Linked DNA regions of Sus scrofa: all the other regions are linked to region 1. The links are chromatin contacts, called in public Hi-C and HiChIP or PLAC-seq maps. All regions are on one chromosome and are shown on one strand. Each heading gives the region's core, a stretch centred on a gene start, on an enhancer-like site or on the middle of the called end of the contact. The rest is flanking DNA. Distances are from core to core; before and after follow the strand shown. Region 1 holds the start of MAF (transcription factor Maf). Region 2 holds the start of DYNLRB2 (dynein light chain roadblock-type 2). Region 3 overlaps WWOX (WW domain-containing oxidoreductase). Region 4 overlaps WWOX (WW domain-containing oxidoreductase). Region 5 overlaps WWOX (WW domain-containing oxidoreductase).

Region 1 (2,802 bases), core at 80-2,579:
TGTGTGTGTGCAGGGGGCAACTGCGGGGCGGGGGGCAAGCTCAGGAGGGGAGGGGGCGAGGTGGTGGCGAGCAAGGCTCTGGAACTGGCAAGCCCACACCCGAGTCGGACCCCCATGGAGCACTTATCAAGGTGGCTAGCTGGGATCGCGTGTCAGACTCACATGAAAAACTCGGGAGAGGACGGGTTGTCGCTGCTCGAGCCGTTTTCTCGGAAGCCGCTGCTCACCAACTTCTCGTATTTCTCCTTGTACGCGTCCCTCTCGCGCACCAGCCTGGAGATCTCCTGCTTGAGGTGGTCGACCTGCTGCAGCAGCTGGTTCTTCTCGGACTCCAGGACGTGCCTCTGCTGCACCCTCTTGAAGCGGCAGGACTGGGCATAGCCGCGGTTTTTCAGGGTCCGCCTCTTCTGCTTCAGCCGGATCACCTCCTCCTTGCTGACCCCGCGCAGCTGCCGGTTCAGCTCGCGCACCGACATGGTCACCAGCTGCTCATCGGAGAAGCGGTCGTCGAAGTGCAGGCCGCCGGCGGCGTGGTGCGGGTGCAGGGCGCCCCCCGCCCCCGCCGCTCCGCCGCCGCCTCCGCCGCCGCCGCCGCCGCCGCCGCCCCCGGCGCTGGCCGGGCCGCCGCTGCCCGCGCCGCCCGCGCCACCGGCCGAGGCGGACGCGCTGCCCGCGGCGCCGGGCGCGCCGGCCGTCGGGTGGTGGTGGTGGCCAGCGGCGTGGTGGTGGTGGTGGTGGTGGTAGTGCGGGCCCGCGCCGCTCTGCGCAGCGGCCGCGGCGATCACGGCGGACACCACGGCGGCGGCGGGGCCCATCTCCTCGCCGCTGCCGCCCAGGGAGGCGCCGGCGCCGGCCCCGGCCGCCGAGGCCAGCTGCTGCGCCCCGCGCGCGTAGCCATCGAAGCCGCCCTGGAGCTGGTGGCTGTTGCTGATGAGCGCCTCGACCGCGTCCTCGGGGCTGAAGCCCAGCGCCTCGGGGTTCAGCTGCTGCGGATAGCCGGTCATCCAGTAGTAGTCTTCCAGGTGCGCCTTCTGCTCGCTGCCCGAGCCCGGGCTGGGCGCCGAGAAGCTGGGGGAAGGGGGCACCGAGCTGCACGGCGTGCTCATGGGGGTGGAGGACAGCGAGCCCCCGGCGATGAGACGGCCGCACTGGCTGATGATGCGGTCGGTCTCCACCGGTTCCTTTTTCACTTCAAACTTCATCAGATCGAAGTCATTAACATATTCCATGGCCAGGGGACTGGTGGGCAGGTCGGAGTTGCTCATTGCCAGTTCTGATGCCATTCTCCTGCCGCCGCCGCCGCCGCCGCTCCGCCAGATGGGCTGCAGGAGAGGGGCCAGCGGGCTGTGCTGGGTGGCCAGCGGGTGAGCCAGCTTGCCGGGCTGGGGCGCTTCTAGCTCGCGCGGCGGTGGCTGGCCCGAAACCTCCGAGCGCGCACACACCCCCCCGCCCTGCCCGCGCCCCCGCGCCCGCCCTCCCTCCCCCTGCTCACGCCAATGTGCTCGCTGCTCGCCCGGGCCCCTCCTCGCCTGCTCGTCTCCTAGCGCGCCGAGCCGGCGGCTTCAGGCTCGGGAAGGTCCTCCGCGGGTTGCGGTGGCGGCGGCGGCGGCGGCGGCGGCGAAGCCGGAGGAGCCCGGCCGGGTGCGCGGCGTCCCCCGCTCGCCGCTCCGCTGCGCCCTTTGCATAAGGAGGGCTCGCCTCGCCGGCCTGGGCTGCAGGCGGGGCGCGCGCGGCGGCCGCTCGGGGCTGGAAGCGCGGCGGGCGGCTGTCCGGGCGGCGCTGGCCTTGGCACGGGGGAGTTAACACTTCATGCTTCTCGCCTCCTCTTCAGCCTGGCTCTTTTTATTTTTTTTTTCTCTTTCTTTCCTCTCTCTCTCTCTCTCTCTCTTTCTCTCTCTCTCCCTCGCGCTCTTCCTCCCTCCGTGCAAAGTGCAAGACAGAGGTGCAGCCGGGCTGGAGGAAAGGGAGGGGGGAGTTGAGTTCTTTCTTGGCTTTTTTTTTTTTTTTTTTTTTTAAAGCAAAATAGCGAAGTCCCGGGGAAAGGCGAGGCGGAGAGCAAAAGGGGGGAGGCCGAGCCGACGAGCAGCCCGAGCTACAGCTCGAAGATGAAAAAAAGATTTTAAAGCCTCTGATCCAGCAAGAAGAGTTTAAAGCAATTGCTGAGTTTTATAGCACTTGTGACGTCAGGCCCAAATGGGAAATTGACTGGTACTCCAGACCAATGGGAGGCGGCCGCGATTAGCATAATAGTGTAGAGACAAGGAAACTTTTCGGAGCTGTCAATCAGGGCCCAATCAGCTGACTGTCAGCTGGGACGGGCAGCCTTAACCCTTCCCGCTCCGCAGCCTCCTCAGGAGGCTGCAGAGCCGGGAACAAAGTTTGGTGTAAGAGGGGAAGGAGTTTTCCAGCGGCGCTGTGGGAAACCAGGTGGACCGGGAGGCCGATTTGCTTTACTTTGGAGCGAGAGAGGCCTGCCTTCCGGAGCCCCAGCTTGCCTGCCACTCCCTCAGCGGAGATTGGCCTGACCCCCACTCTCTGGATCCTGTATTCGCCAGGCAGCTTCTTCTCTTTACTCCACCTTCGGCACCCGGGTGTCCACCCAGGGGACCTTCCTTCCCCGAGCCTGGCACTGCCCGGAGCTCAAACTTGACCCAAACTCTTTGTCCCTCTTCCCGGAGCCGGCGCGTGGGGGTGCAGGGGTCCCGACTGCGCGCAGGACGTCGCCCGGCCGAGCGCCTGCCAGGGCGATTCGGAGTGGCGGAGACAGAAAGCCCGTTTTATCACACCCTCTTTTAAAGAAGG
Region 2 (2,802 bases), core at 211-2,710, 810 kb after region 1:
TCTTGGCTGCCCATTCCAAACCATCTCAGTTGGAATTCCAATGCCGAGTGACAAAGGACCTGAGTTAGCTATCGTGACTTGGTTTTTTTTGAGAAGTCTCGTTTCTTGAAGACAAAAAGGGGGGGAAATGACAGTGACCAGGATCCCTTTCTCTACCAAAGGGGGGGGGGAATTGAAGCAGAACTAGAGCTTCTCAAGAGTGTTTCTGTACATAATGTAAAAATCCTAAACTGACAAGACCAAACTGAAACGGATCATCTAGTCCAAACCCTCCCAGTTCAAAACCATTCCTGGGGAATCCCTGACAAGAACCTATAGAAATTCTAGTTGATGCTCCTACCTATTGCCTGTCTTGTTTGTGGTGAGACAACTTACTGGAAATGGAAGCACAAACCAGATCAGTATTACAGGGATCATTATAGCATGGTCCCTATGAAGATGCATCTGCAACTCACCACTTGTATTTAGTACTCAGTTTAGTAATCAAAGCCCTCTTCAAACCCTAGGACCACATGAAAACACGACACAAAACTTTCCTTCTGTGCCTCACACATAGCTGTGCTCTTCCTCCCAGGCTACAAAGATACACAATGCCCTTCAAACGAGCAGGTGACTTCTGACCATCCCTAACTGCTCTAACTTGTTTCCCCACCAGTTCCTTAAAAACCCAGCGAGCTGCTTTTCTATGGCCCTCGGTAGAACCTCCGACACTAGCATTTACAGTTTTACAGCAACTCAGAAATGTGGGCAAATAATTCTGTAAAAACAAAAATAAAGATCCTAATACACTAAACAAAATTACCAGTATGGAGCAACTCTTCCCACTGAGTGAAGGGCAGCTTGGGGGTGCTAGAAGTACGGAGAATATAAGCCGTAAGATGGCGCTTCACCTACTGCTTTGGGGGTGGGGAGATGTAAATTAATGAAAATACATAAGCTACTACTTTTCGATGCTGCGATATAGTTCTGCTTTAATTAAAAACAACTGTCCTTGGGGGCGGGGAACAAACCTATCAGCGCCGCACGAGGCAGCGCGACAGTTCTCCGAGTGTCACAGGCATCGGAGTCTAGTACCAAATGTCACCTCGGAGTCAGACGGACCCACCCCGGCTTATTTGGTCCAGAGCACGTATCACACTTAGACGGTATTGCTTCGTTTTGTCGCATTCGGCTGTCTCCCGCGCTAGAATGGACCCCAGACCCAGAGGAGAGCCCGGGACGTGGTAGGTGGTCAATAAATCGTTCTTGGATGAAGAAGTGCCTGTTACACGAATGCGTACCTCAAGGAATGAATGAATGAGAGGACGAACGAATGACCCGGAGCCCGGCCTAAGCCCCTCGGTACTCCTCGACCCCAGGTGAGCACTCGGGGCCACGCTCCCCAGCCTCCGCTTATGGCGGCCGGGAGGCGCCAGGCCAGCTCGGGGCGGAAGAACCTGCCTGGCGGCTGCCCGACCCGCAAACACGCAGGCGCGGCACCAACACTTCCGGAAGGTCACTTCCTCCCCGGTCTCCTAGCAACGACTTGGAAGCGTTGTTGACATCCTCGCTGCCGTAGCGCTAGATTGAGCCCAGAGTTTCGCCGCCCGAGCGATGGTAAATCCGGGGTCTCCGTCCCCGACCCGCCGCTCTAAGGGCGAGGGGTTTCGCTGCCCGGCTCCCGGGACCGATCCCGGCCCGGCGGGTCCCGGGGCCCGGCGGGTCCCGGCACAGCGGTGGGCTGGGTGTTCCGCAAGCTTCTTGGAGGGGCGACGCGGAGACCCTGGAGGGACTAAAAGCTACCATGGAAGAGGGGGAAGAATATATCTAGATGGGAAAGCTGTCTTGGGGCATATATATCTAAGGTGGGGGGGTGGTTCTTGCGGTAGTAATTGGGGAGGGAGAATATCGTAAAGAGGAAGAGAGATACGGAGGGGATGAAAGATCCTGAGGGGGATGGGAAATCTCGTTAAGAGCGAGGAAATTTCGAAAAGGGGAGGGGCGCCAAAGAGAGGAGAAAAATCTCCCTGAGAGGAAAGAAAGAGATGGGACTGGGAACGCAAGGGAATGGAGAGAAGGGAGAAGGAGGAAACATTGAGGGGGGGGGGGGGGGGGGAAAGGAGGAGTTCCCTTTGTGGCTCACTGGTTAACAAACCCGACTAGAATCCATGAGAACGCAGGTTCCATCCCTGGCCTCGCTCAGTGGATTACGGATCCGGCATTGCAGTGAGCTGCGGTGTAGGTCGCAGACGCCGCTCGGATCTAGCGTTGCTGTGGCTGTGGTGCAGACCAGCAGCTGTAGCTCTGATTCGAACCACCATATGTCACGGATGGCGCCCTAAAAAGCAAAAAAAAAAAAAAAAAAAAAAAAAAGAAAGGGGAGGAGGATAAGAAAAGGATAGTGGCGACTGAGGAAAGTTTGAAAAAGAGCAAAGTGAAAGCAAAAAGTTGTTGGTTTTTTAAGAAAGGAATGAAAAGAAGATTGGCCATGGGGATTAGGCGATTGTATTAAGAGGTCTCAGAAATCACGAAAGAAGAAAACACATGGGAAAAGAGTGAAATGCCAGGAAGAGCAGAGAAAATTGTTCGGTTAGAAGTGAAACAGAAAAAGAAAAACGAGGGCTGTGGCTGAAAGGATCTGTGGCGTTGTCTTATAGACAAAATGGCAAAAATGTACTGTTAGTGCTCTCCTGTACCGCTATTATGCTTTAGTGCAATGCTTTCCAACGTGAGATACAAACATTAGCTGCAAATACCAAAAAAACAGAGTGAATCATATCAGAGAAAGCCATTCCTCTTTCCTTTTTTCTTTTTTTTCAGCCT
Region 3 (2,802 bases), core at 169-2,668, 720 kb before region 1:
TGAGGATTCAAAGCGATGCTCGTGCGTGGAAGGGGCTTAACCTACCCCTGGGCCGGGGGTTATTACCCGTCATCATTGCTTTAAAGATTCCTCAACCAGTAAGAATCTCTTCCCATTATTATGGATCCCTGCATTGATTGAACCAACATGCCACCTGTACCTGTGATGCCACTGCCCAGTCCAGTCTGACCCAAGTATGGAAACTGGTGTGGTGTGGAGGAGAGACCCTCAGAGTTAAAACTGAAACAGGGAGTTCCGGTTGTGGCGCAGTGGAGACGAATGTGACTAGGAACCTTGAGGTTGCGGGTTCGATCCCTGACCTCGCTCAGTGGGTTAAGGATCCGGTGTTGCTGTGAGCTGGTACCAGCCGCCACACGAGGGTCCTTGGCTTCACACAGAAAAGAATTCAGGAGCAAGCGGAGTGAGGAGACACACATTTATTTGGAGACACACATTCCAAAGGTGGAACGCGGTCCTTCTCAGAAGGCAAGGGTGGCCTCAGGCTGGGGTGGTTGTTTTTATCGACTAAGGAATCTCGTAGCTAATGAGCAGGGAAATATGAATATTCTTGCTATTTCGGGGTAGGGCGGGAATTTCCCAGGAGTTGGGCCACTGCCCATTTTTTGGCCTCACAGGGCCTTTTTGGCTCCTCGGAACTGTCTCGGAATAAAGGGGAGTGATTTTTAGAATCACAGTGAAGGTAGAAGGAGCTGAAGGTCAATGCCCGGACTGTTCCCAAAGCCATCTTGGTTTCAGCTGGTTCCAGCCGGTCTTTATGGCCCCCTTCGCAGCTGTCCCCTTCTCTGGTACCTCTTGTTTGTGTCCTGCCCACTTTCCTCCGTTCTCAGCAGGGACCCCGAGAGGAGAGTAGGACAGACTGCCCTCTCATCTCATGCGGCGCTGGGTCCACTCACACCAGCGTCCAACCTGAAGAAAGTCTTGAAAACAAGAAATGTAAATCCAGTGACTGCTGGTGGCCTCGAAAACTGTCTTCCACGAGTAAAAGACTGAGCTGGGCACTGAAGGTGTGAGCCACCTGACTGCCAAAGAACAGGCTCCGATGTGTGAAATTTATTTTAAAGAGAACATCCCTGGAAAGATGGGCCAGAGGGCTCTCAATTTCACCTGACTGTTATGGGAGAGGACTCGTCAGGTCCCCAGCTGGGTCTGAAAATTCAACGGACAGAGACAGATTCACAACACAAAAGCATAAGATTTATTCAGCGTAAGTGTTAGGTGACACGGGGGCCTTCGTGAGGAAAGGGAGCTTTACTCCCGGTGGGATGGAGGGGGCGCAGCCAGTCTTGGTGGAATAGTTCCGTGTCGAAAAGCACAGGCCAACTGCAGGGAAGTGGGGGAAACCTGGCAAGGCCTGTGCTTCTGTGTCCCTTTGTCGTCAGCAGTCGCGGTGCTCCTGACCTCAGAATGTGGACAGGGCACCTCTCACGGGAGGGCTTCGAGACCTGTGCTGGGGAGAAAAGAGGGAGGAAATCAGAGGTGCCTTCCTGTTCCTGCCCTTCTCTCAAACTCCTTCACCTTCAAATACTCGCTATGCCGAGGTGCCCTCTGTGGGGTAGTGTGTCCCGAACATGATCAGTTGTACCAAACATATTTCCCCGAGTTGCCATAACTTGGGCCAGTTGTCAGTGTCAGGATCCCCTGTCTTTCCGCCACTCCAGATTCTTCCTCTCCTATGTTACCTAAAAGGTCAAAAATCTAGAAAGGTGAAATAGGCTTGTGCCAGAAACGTGGTAGTGATGCAGCTAATGCTTCTGTGATGGACTGATGGTTGGCTGGCTGGCTGGCTGGCTGGCTGGCTGGCTGGCTGGCTTAGGCTCCAGTATTTCTGTCTCCTTAGTTATAGGCTTTGGATTAACTCAGGAGTCTGAGGGTACGTAAGCACCTCCTGTAATCCTGGGGTTCCTCCGTGAAGCTCTACCACGTGGAGACAGTGAGGGTTACAGCGAGCCACCAGCAAGGTGAATTATCTCCCTGCGCCTTTTGGAAACTGAACTATTTTGTCTCCCCAAGGGAGAAATAGGAAGAACAGTAGAATTTAGCTTCAGAGGAAAGCCTCTTGGCCTTGAATGAGATGACTTTGTTACTGGGCAAAGCAGCCCAGCAGGAAGCGCTCTTTGATATGCAAATGTTGCCTGATAAGGATTTCCTCCCAGTCCCCAGTTCCCCAGCTGGAATATCCTCCCTAGGAAGAGTGGCCCAGCCCCTCCCATCCCGGAGCCTTCAGAGGTCCCCCGCAGAATCTGGCCCAGGTTGCAACATGCAGAGTCCGAATGGATACACTGTGCAATATCTGTGCCCACGGGGGATCCCTTCCAGCTCCTCGGATGCTCAAGTCCCTTATACGGGATAAGGTAGGACAGTGCGCATCCTCTGTATCCAGGGGTCCCACATCTGGGATACGGAGGGCCAGCTGTGGTCCACTGCTTCTGAAGTGAAATAGATAAGGACACATCCGTCAGGGTGTGAGGGGAGGGAGAGATGGAAAAACCTGGAGAAATAAGGAGCTCAGAGCCCTCTGGTCACCTTCAGGGCAGACAGACGTTTCCTCCGGATCATGCTGTGTTATGAGGTGGAGACAAACTCTTTCCATCTCCCCTGTGAGTGCGCCAGCCTTAACCTCCCCATGTTGTCCAGCGCTTCTGTGACAAGGTCCCCTGACCCTTTATCACCTAGGCTGTTGGGTCTTCTGTCCAAAACCACCATTGAGTACCACCCCGACTAAGAGTCCAGCTCCCTGATTGCGTGGAGCTCTCATTCCCGAGTGTGTGCAAGTGTGTAAAT
Region 4 (2,802 bases), core at 184-2,683, 640 kb before region 1:
ACCTTAGCTTCTCATGGACTTTTGACCAAAGAAAGGCCTTCCTTTCTCTGGGAAGGTGGTGCTCTAAATAAAAGCCTTTGGAAGTCCAGCCCAAAGGACTAGCTGGCTGGACCAGAGAGATCAACTCAAGTGAATCATGGACCAGAGGAGATCGGAGCAAGAGTGGCTTCCACTGCTGCTTTATCTCTGCATCCTGGATCCCAAACCCAGAGGTTCCCATGCTCTAATGGCTTTTTCCTGGCCGTGGCCTTCAACTGATTGGAAGCAGATCGCACACACATACAAGCCAGCACACTGGAACGTCCGTCCCTGTCCACTTGGACCTAAAAATACCTAACACGTGTATGAAGTTCAGGAGGGCAGGTAGCATCCTCAGGGCTCAGGCGAGCTCTTTGTACACCAGCTGTGGCTTCAGGTGGGAGCGTGGTGTGGTTATGTGTGTCTGCATGGGGTTTTTCTTCCAGCAGAGTCAAAGGTTTTATTATCGTCAGCTCTCCAGCCTCATGACTCTTAGCAAAGTTGGTCCACGGCAGCCTCAAGCCTAACCAACAGGGCACACAGAGCAGAAAGATCCCCCCCCCAAAAAAAATCATCTGGAAGGTGGCAGGAGGAAACGGTTCTGCCAGGGTCCCCCTTGCCACCAGGGACATGTCCCCTGAATGCTCCTTGAGGGATAAAAATAGCCCCCGGAGTCACTGAATGCCCAGTTGGCTTTCTCCCCAAACCGTATAAGCAGGCAATCAGGATTTAACGACCCACAAATTTCCAGTTTTTTAGCTGATGAAGAAAATACGTACCCATATATTTTTTTTAACCTCAGTTAGTCTCATCTTGAAAAAAAAAAAAAAATCATTCAGTGACTTCCTCCCTCTCTTTCCGATGAGGAAAACCGGACTATTTATGCTGCATTTTCGGCTTTTTTTCATATATAATTTTTCATATAAATGCACATTTTCCCCTTCTTTCGGGGCGGAAATTTAACTTTTGTGGAAAGGCGATGTGTGTTTAAATTACCAATTTCATAGGCAATATGTCCGATAATTGCGGCGAGATACTGAGTTAACTTGTAGCAATGCGTTTCCGTGACAAAGGGAATATCAGTTTGTTTGCGGTAAAGCAGGGAGGATAAGGCGCCCGAAACTTTACTATTTGGGGCTGGGGTGGGGGGGGTGGGGGGGTGGGGAGGGGCGGCCAGGGAAGGAAGGCCCTGAAATTGCTTTTTATAATTAAAAAGGGAATCTTGGATGTGTTATATCTTGAATATTTACAATAAAACCTTTAAGTGCTTGTCAAGAGGGTAATGTGTCATTAACTGGGGACTCTGCCTCGCCTCTCCTCTCGGACATGACAGCGCGGCAGGATAAGAGAAGAGTAATTATAGTTCAGCAGGGCTGCCAGGTGTGATAAATGACTAATCAGCACGCGGGAGCCTCTGTCCTCAAAGGAGGACTATTACAGTGTTATCAGCTGCAGGCCCGGGTGTACGGGGCCCGGACAGGGACAGGGACAGGACCTTGCGCCGGGCGGCTTGGCACGCCGCTCGGAAGCCCACGGCTGTCTCCTAGTTTTGTCACCGGCGTCTTTGTGTGGCTGCCACCCCAGGGGGATGGAGACACACGTGGGGCTCCCGCCCTCTGCCTGGTGCTCATATTTCTATAAGGCGATCGCTGGGCTCCGTGGCCACCTCCAGGTCCCCCCCCCCGGGGGGGGTGCTTTGCCAGAGGGGGTGGGCGGCTCTGATGGCATCAGAAGGCTGTTTTCAGGGGTGGAGGCCGCCAGCCTCTCCTACTCCCCGTTCAGGTCTGGTGCAGGTGGGGTGTTACACGCCGTATGTTTGGCTGCTTCCCTGGAGGGAACAATACCCTGCTGTTCCCTGGGCAGAATTCTGTCCTGCAGGACCAGGGACATAGGACCCTGATCTTTAAATGTTCTCTGACTCTGCTCCGGGGACCAAGCACCCATGGATCCGATTCGTTCCCTTCTCAGGATCAGGATACCTGCTTTCCCCACGTGGGTTAGACCTTCGGAGGGAAATTAATCAAAACCCCTTTCAGACAAACTGCGTGCGGTTGATTCTTTCCTTGTTAACCCTCTTGTTTGTTGTTGTTTTCTTTTCTTTCCTTCTTCCTGCCTGCCCAAGGCTGGCCCTGGGGGTGGCAAGACCATTTGAAATAGAAGCATAAAAATTGTGCCTGGCACCTGACTGTGAGGAGGTAGACAAGGGCGGAATGTGCTCTTATTAAAAAAAAGACGAAGGAGAAGAGGCAGAAAAAGAAAGAGGAGATAGGACAACACTTTGGATACAAAGGTTATTTTTATAATACTTGCATTTTTATCGTTCGGCGTATTTTAACAGGGAGCCCTGAGTGAAGTCAAAAAATTATGACTCCGGCACCCGAGCTCCTTATCTGACAAATGCAATGCGAACGGTCTTGTTCTTATCAATGAGATCAGATTTCAAAAATGAATGCGGGGACCGCACGACGCTCTGCACACAGATAACCTTGCAGGCGCGGACTCCCAAACCAGAATAAAAGGATCCTCGGTGAAATAATGGGGCCCGGAAGCCCAGTCGCGTCACACGGTAATAGGCAGCGGGGGGTGGAATCAAAAGAGGGAAAAACTCATTTCATCTCAGTTAATGGCAGGGAAACGAAGGCAGAGGAGGACTTTCTTTGGAGCGAAGCTGGTGCGACAAAGCCCAGGGTTTCGCCCTGTCATGCACCATTTGCCAATGCGCCAGGGCCCTTTTCAGGAGCTGTGAAGCCATTATTATAATGTGAAAAAGGTGGAAAGAAATAC
Region 5 (2,802 bases), core at 137-2,636, 520 kb before region 1:
GTGAAGTCTGAGCGTCACTGCTCAGTAGCCAGGTCCTCTTTGGTAGGTCACTTAATCTCTGAAATCCCAGTTTCCTCATCTACAGAATAGAGATAATAAAAATAGCTGATATGGGAGTTCCCTGTGGTCTAGTGGTTAGGATTTGGTAGTTACATCACTGTGGCCCAGGTTCATTCCCTGGTCTCTGGACTGAGATCAAGCCACTGTACACTGTTGCCAAAAAAAAAAAAAAAAAAAAAAAAGCTAATATTTATTGAGTCCTTACTCTATCTTAGCCCTTCACATGAATTAATTGATGTATCTCTCAGAATACAGTTGCCATTTTTATTTCTATCCCCATTTTACTGAAAAATCCCTAGAAAAGGAATTGGCCCAAGCTCATGGTTACCAGTTGGTAGACCCAAGATTTCAAACCCAGAGTATCTGATTCAGGAACCTATGCCCTTTCTACTCCTCTTCTAGGACATCCAACCAAGGGCCGAAATGAAATCATCCACGCAGTGCTTAGTACAGTGCTTGACAACTAGCCCTCAAAAGATAGTATTTTCATTGGCTAAATACTAAGTAACGTACAGCATTCTAATTAGTATCAATAACAAATAAGTGCATTCATCTTATTAGTATGGAAGACTTCAACGTATAGCAAAGTCAAGGTCTGAAAGAGGAGGGGGTCACTTCTATGTGACAGGCAGGGTCCGTGAAGGCGTCCTGGTGAAGATGTCATTGAACCGAGTCTTGAGACCCAAGGGGGACCATTAGGACTGTGAAACAAATGGCTGTCATGTACTGGTGCTCTAGTCAGGCTCAGAGCACACATGACATTGACCCTGCCTACATGGAGTTGATACTTTAATGGCGCATCATGTCGGAAGCCAAGAACAAATGAATCAGAACAGCCAAAGAGACCATGATGAAATGCTCTGGGCTGGAAGTCCTCCAAATTGGGCCTGTAGTCCCTGTGGTGCAAGATGCAGTCTTTATCTCAGTGGGCTCTGATCAAGTCCATATGCTCCCTGGCAGATCTTCGGAATTTTCATGTTCTCTGCACAGAGATGAGCTACTGCTGGCGGGTTGGCCAAGGAAGACGGGTTGCCCTTGAAGCAGAAAAGGGGGAAATGGCTCCGTGCCAGCCAGAGACCACTGCATTCTTGGCCATAAATGGAACTACTGAGATGTGTAGGATGTCATAAAAAAGGACATTTACATAATCCTATTTTGGATGAGATTTTTATCACAAACAGAACACACGATGGCCAGCAGGCTTATCTTTCTATTTGATTTCATCCCTGAAAAATGTGTTACAGTGAGAGCTGGCAGGAATCCACACGGCCCCTCCCTCCCAGGTCCTCTTTCCCAAGCGAGGGTGCTGTCTCCTTGGCCAATAACCAGGAAGACGATTCAGCAAGACTGTCGCTGGTCCCTCCCTTTTGCGAGGTCCCTGTGGGAGAGGAAGACGCACGGTAGCCGTCGCAAAGGAAGACGCTGTATGCCTAAGAGTCGTGGGCCTTTGGGTGAAATAGATGATTGGACAAGGTATTAAATAAATTCAGTAAATGAGGAACAAAAGAGAAGCTTCAAGAAAAGGAAACTCTGCCACGTTTCAGAATCCAGCCTCCCAGCGCAGATGAAAAAATTACAGTGCTGTTTGTGTCATTCCCTGGAAATGAGATCTGGCAGATTTTTCCGTTCACTTTACAGGATTTAAAGGAATATCCCTGAATGCCATAATCCCAGGTAAATATAGCGTCGAGTCCAAGTGGGAACACCCAGAGGCCCATAAATCAATTCTTGAAAGATGGTATATTAAGTGATAACCTTGTCATATTTGAAGTCACACTGGAAGGATATATTGCACTTTTGTTCCTTTCATGGTCTCGGCATCAGTGAATTAATTCAGGGAGTCTTAACTTGTCAAAAACGGGGCTGGGGTGATCAAGCTACAGGCTCTTCCCTGTGCCTTTCTCCCAACCGCCACCTGACCCGGGGGGAACACTCGTCCCAGTGTCTGCCTCCCTCCGTTCAGGAAGCAGTCATATTTGAAATCATTGCTTTGTATATTATGTTTTTAATAAACAAGGCCGTGTGTAAGGTTGAAAGATACGCATGGGAATTGAATTCAGGCAGGGTTATGTCAGGTCCCCGTGTTGGGGGATCCTGTGCAAGAAAAACACCCTCCTTGCAACACTGTTCATGAGAGGTCAGCTAAATAAGGCCCCCCAGGGATGTCCAGTAGGATTTCATTAAGAAAATAATAGCAGAGTATTTATGCAGGACCATTACCTGCCACACGTCACAGGAGCTGGAGAAAGAGTGGCACCTTTTCAGGAATGTCCCGAGTTGATTGGTTGGTCGCATTAGCGAAACTCTGGAAGGGGACTCGGGCAGCCTTTAAAAACATGAAGCCCCCTGAGCCTCTTTAATTCTCAGTTCAGTTTTGCATATGCCTGTGGTCCTGATGTCAGTAGTTTTCCAAAAGCCAGTGTCCCAATTACTCAGATGGCCAAGAGAAACAGCCGTAATTTTTTTCTTATCACATAACTGTGCTTCAAACCACGATTTAAAACAGATGAACGGAGCACTCTATCCGGGTTCAAGTTAGCAAACAGGCCACACATCCCAGGTTTTGGCCTCTTCGGCCTCGCCTGGGTGCAGCCTATAGCCCGGATCCACGCAGGCCCGGCCGACTCGCCCCCTCCTCCTCCTGGCTTTGCATGCCTACGGGGGAGTGACCTTTCCAGGGGTGTCTCTAGTTCTGTGGCCTTACATAAAGCCCCTGCTTAATTTAGCACGCTCTGTGCCCGA

The links. Hi-C and Micro-C count contacts between places; a contact is called where the count stands out from the background. HiChIP or PLAC-seq counts read pairs in DNA pulled down with a chosen protein or histone mark.
Region 2: an H3K27ac HiChIP or PLAC-seq map of alveolar macrophages shows a contact between it and region 1. The contact joins the promoter of DYNLRB2 here to the promoter of MAF in region 1. A contact is called at or near these places in 1 of 5 promoter capture datasets (liver), 2 of 47 Hi-C or Micro-C datasets (fibroblasts and heart right ventricle) and 2 of 2 datasets of contacts at active chromatin or transcription factors (alveolar macrophages and skeletal muscle).
Region 3: a Hi-C map of omental adipose tissue shows a contact between it and region 1, with 2.2 times the contacts expected there. The contact joins the enhancer-like site here to the promoter of MAF in region 1. A contact is called at or near these places in 2 of 5 promoter capture datasets (fetal liver and liver), 16 of 47 Hi-C or Micro-C datasets (adipose tissue, alveolar macrophages, embryonic fibroblasts and 8 more) and 2 of 2 datasets of contacts at active chromatin or transcription factors (alveolar macrophages and skeletal muscle).
Region 4: a Hi-C map of skeletal muscle shows a contact between it and region 1, with 4 times the contacts expected there. The contact joins the enhancer-like site here to the promoter of MAF in region 1. A contact is called at or near these places in 2 of 5 promoter capture datasets (fetal skeletal muscle and liver), 2 of 47 Hi-C or Micro-C datasets (liver and skeletal muscle) and 1 of 2 datasets of contacts at active chromatin or transcription factors (skeletal muscle).
Region 5: a Hi-C map of retroperitoneal adipose tissue shows a contact between it and region 1, with 1.6 times the contacts expected there. The contact joins the enhancer-like site here to the promoter of MAF in region 1. A contact is called at or near these places in 2 of 5 promoter capture datasets (fetal liver and skeletal muscle), 4 of 47 Hi-C or Micro-C datasets (heart right ventricle, psoas muscle, retroperitoneal adipose tissue and 1 more) and 2 of 2 datasets of contacts at active chromatin or transcription factors (alveolar macrophages and skeletal muscle).

The regions. Positions count from the first base shown.
Region 1 is chr6:8,467,263-8,470,064 of Sscrofa11.1, reverse strand. It overlaps MAF (transcription factor Maf), which reads right to left and starts at 1,329. Exons shown (of 3, transcript XM_021097066.1): 1 at 163-1,329. The coding sequence starts at 1,283. LOC106510467 (a long non-coding RNA gene) reads left to right here and starts at 2,678. Exons shown (of 2, transcript XR_001308967.2): 1 at 2,678-2,801.
Region 2 is chr6:7,660,038-7,662,839 of Sscrofa11.1, reverse strand. It overlaps DYNLRB2 (dynein light chain roadblock-type 2), which reads left to right and starts at 1,460. Exons shown (of 4, transcript XM_021097077.1): 1 at 1,460-1,596. The coding sequence starts at 1,594. The region is part of intron 8 of CDYL2 (chromodomain Y-like protein 2); the gene reads right to left.
Region 3 is chr6:9,186,062-9,188,863 of Sscrofa11.1, reverse strand. All of the region lies in intron 8 of WWOX (WW domain-containing oxidoreductase), which reads left to right. Among named protein-coding and RNA genes, the nearest start is that of WWOX, 680 kb to the left of the region's middle. Within about 2 kb of position 1,418, at least 2 of the 83 cell types and tissues checked have an H3K27ac peak or open chromatin away from gene starts, as enhancers often do. A contact at or near this core is called in omental adipose tissue, where this site is marked.
Region 4 is chr6:9,106,607-9,109,408 of Sscrofa11.1, reverse strand. The region is part of intron 8 of WWOX (WW domain-containing oxidoreductase); the gene reads left to right. Among named protein-coding and RNA genes, the nearest start is that of MAF, 640 kb to the right of the region's middle. Within about 2 kb of position 1,433, at least 3 of the 83 cell types and tissues checked have an H3K27ac peak or open chromatin away from gene starts, as enhancers often do. A contact at or near this core is called in skeletal muscle, where this site is marked.
Region 5 is chr6:8,989,040-8,991,841 of Sscrofa11.1, reverse strand. All of the region lies in intron 8 of WWOX (WW domain-containing oxidoreductase), which reads left to right. Among named protein-coding and RNA genes, the nearest start is that of MAF, 520 kb to the right of the region's middle. Within about 2 kb of position 1,386, at least 13 of the 83 cell types and tissues checked have an H3K27ac peak or open chromatin away from gene starts, as enhancers often do. A contact at or near this core is called in retroperitoneal adipose tissue and subcutaneous adipose tissue, where this site is marked.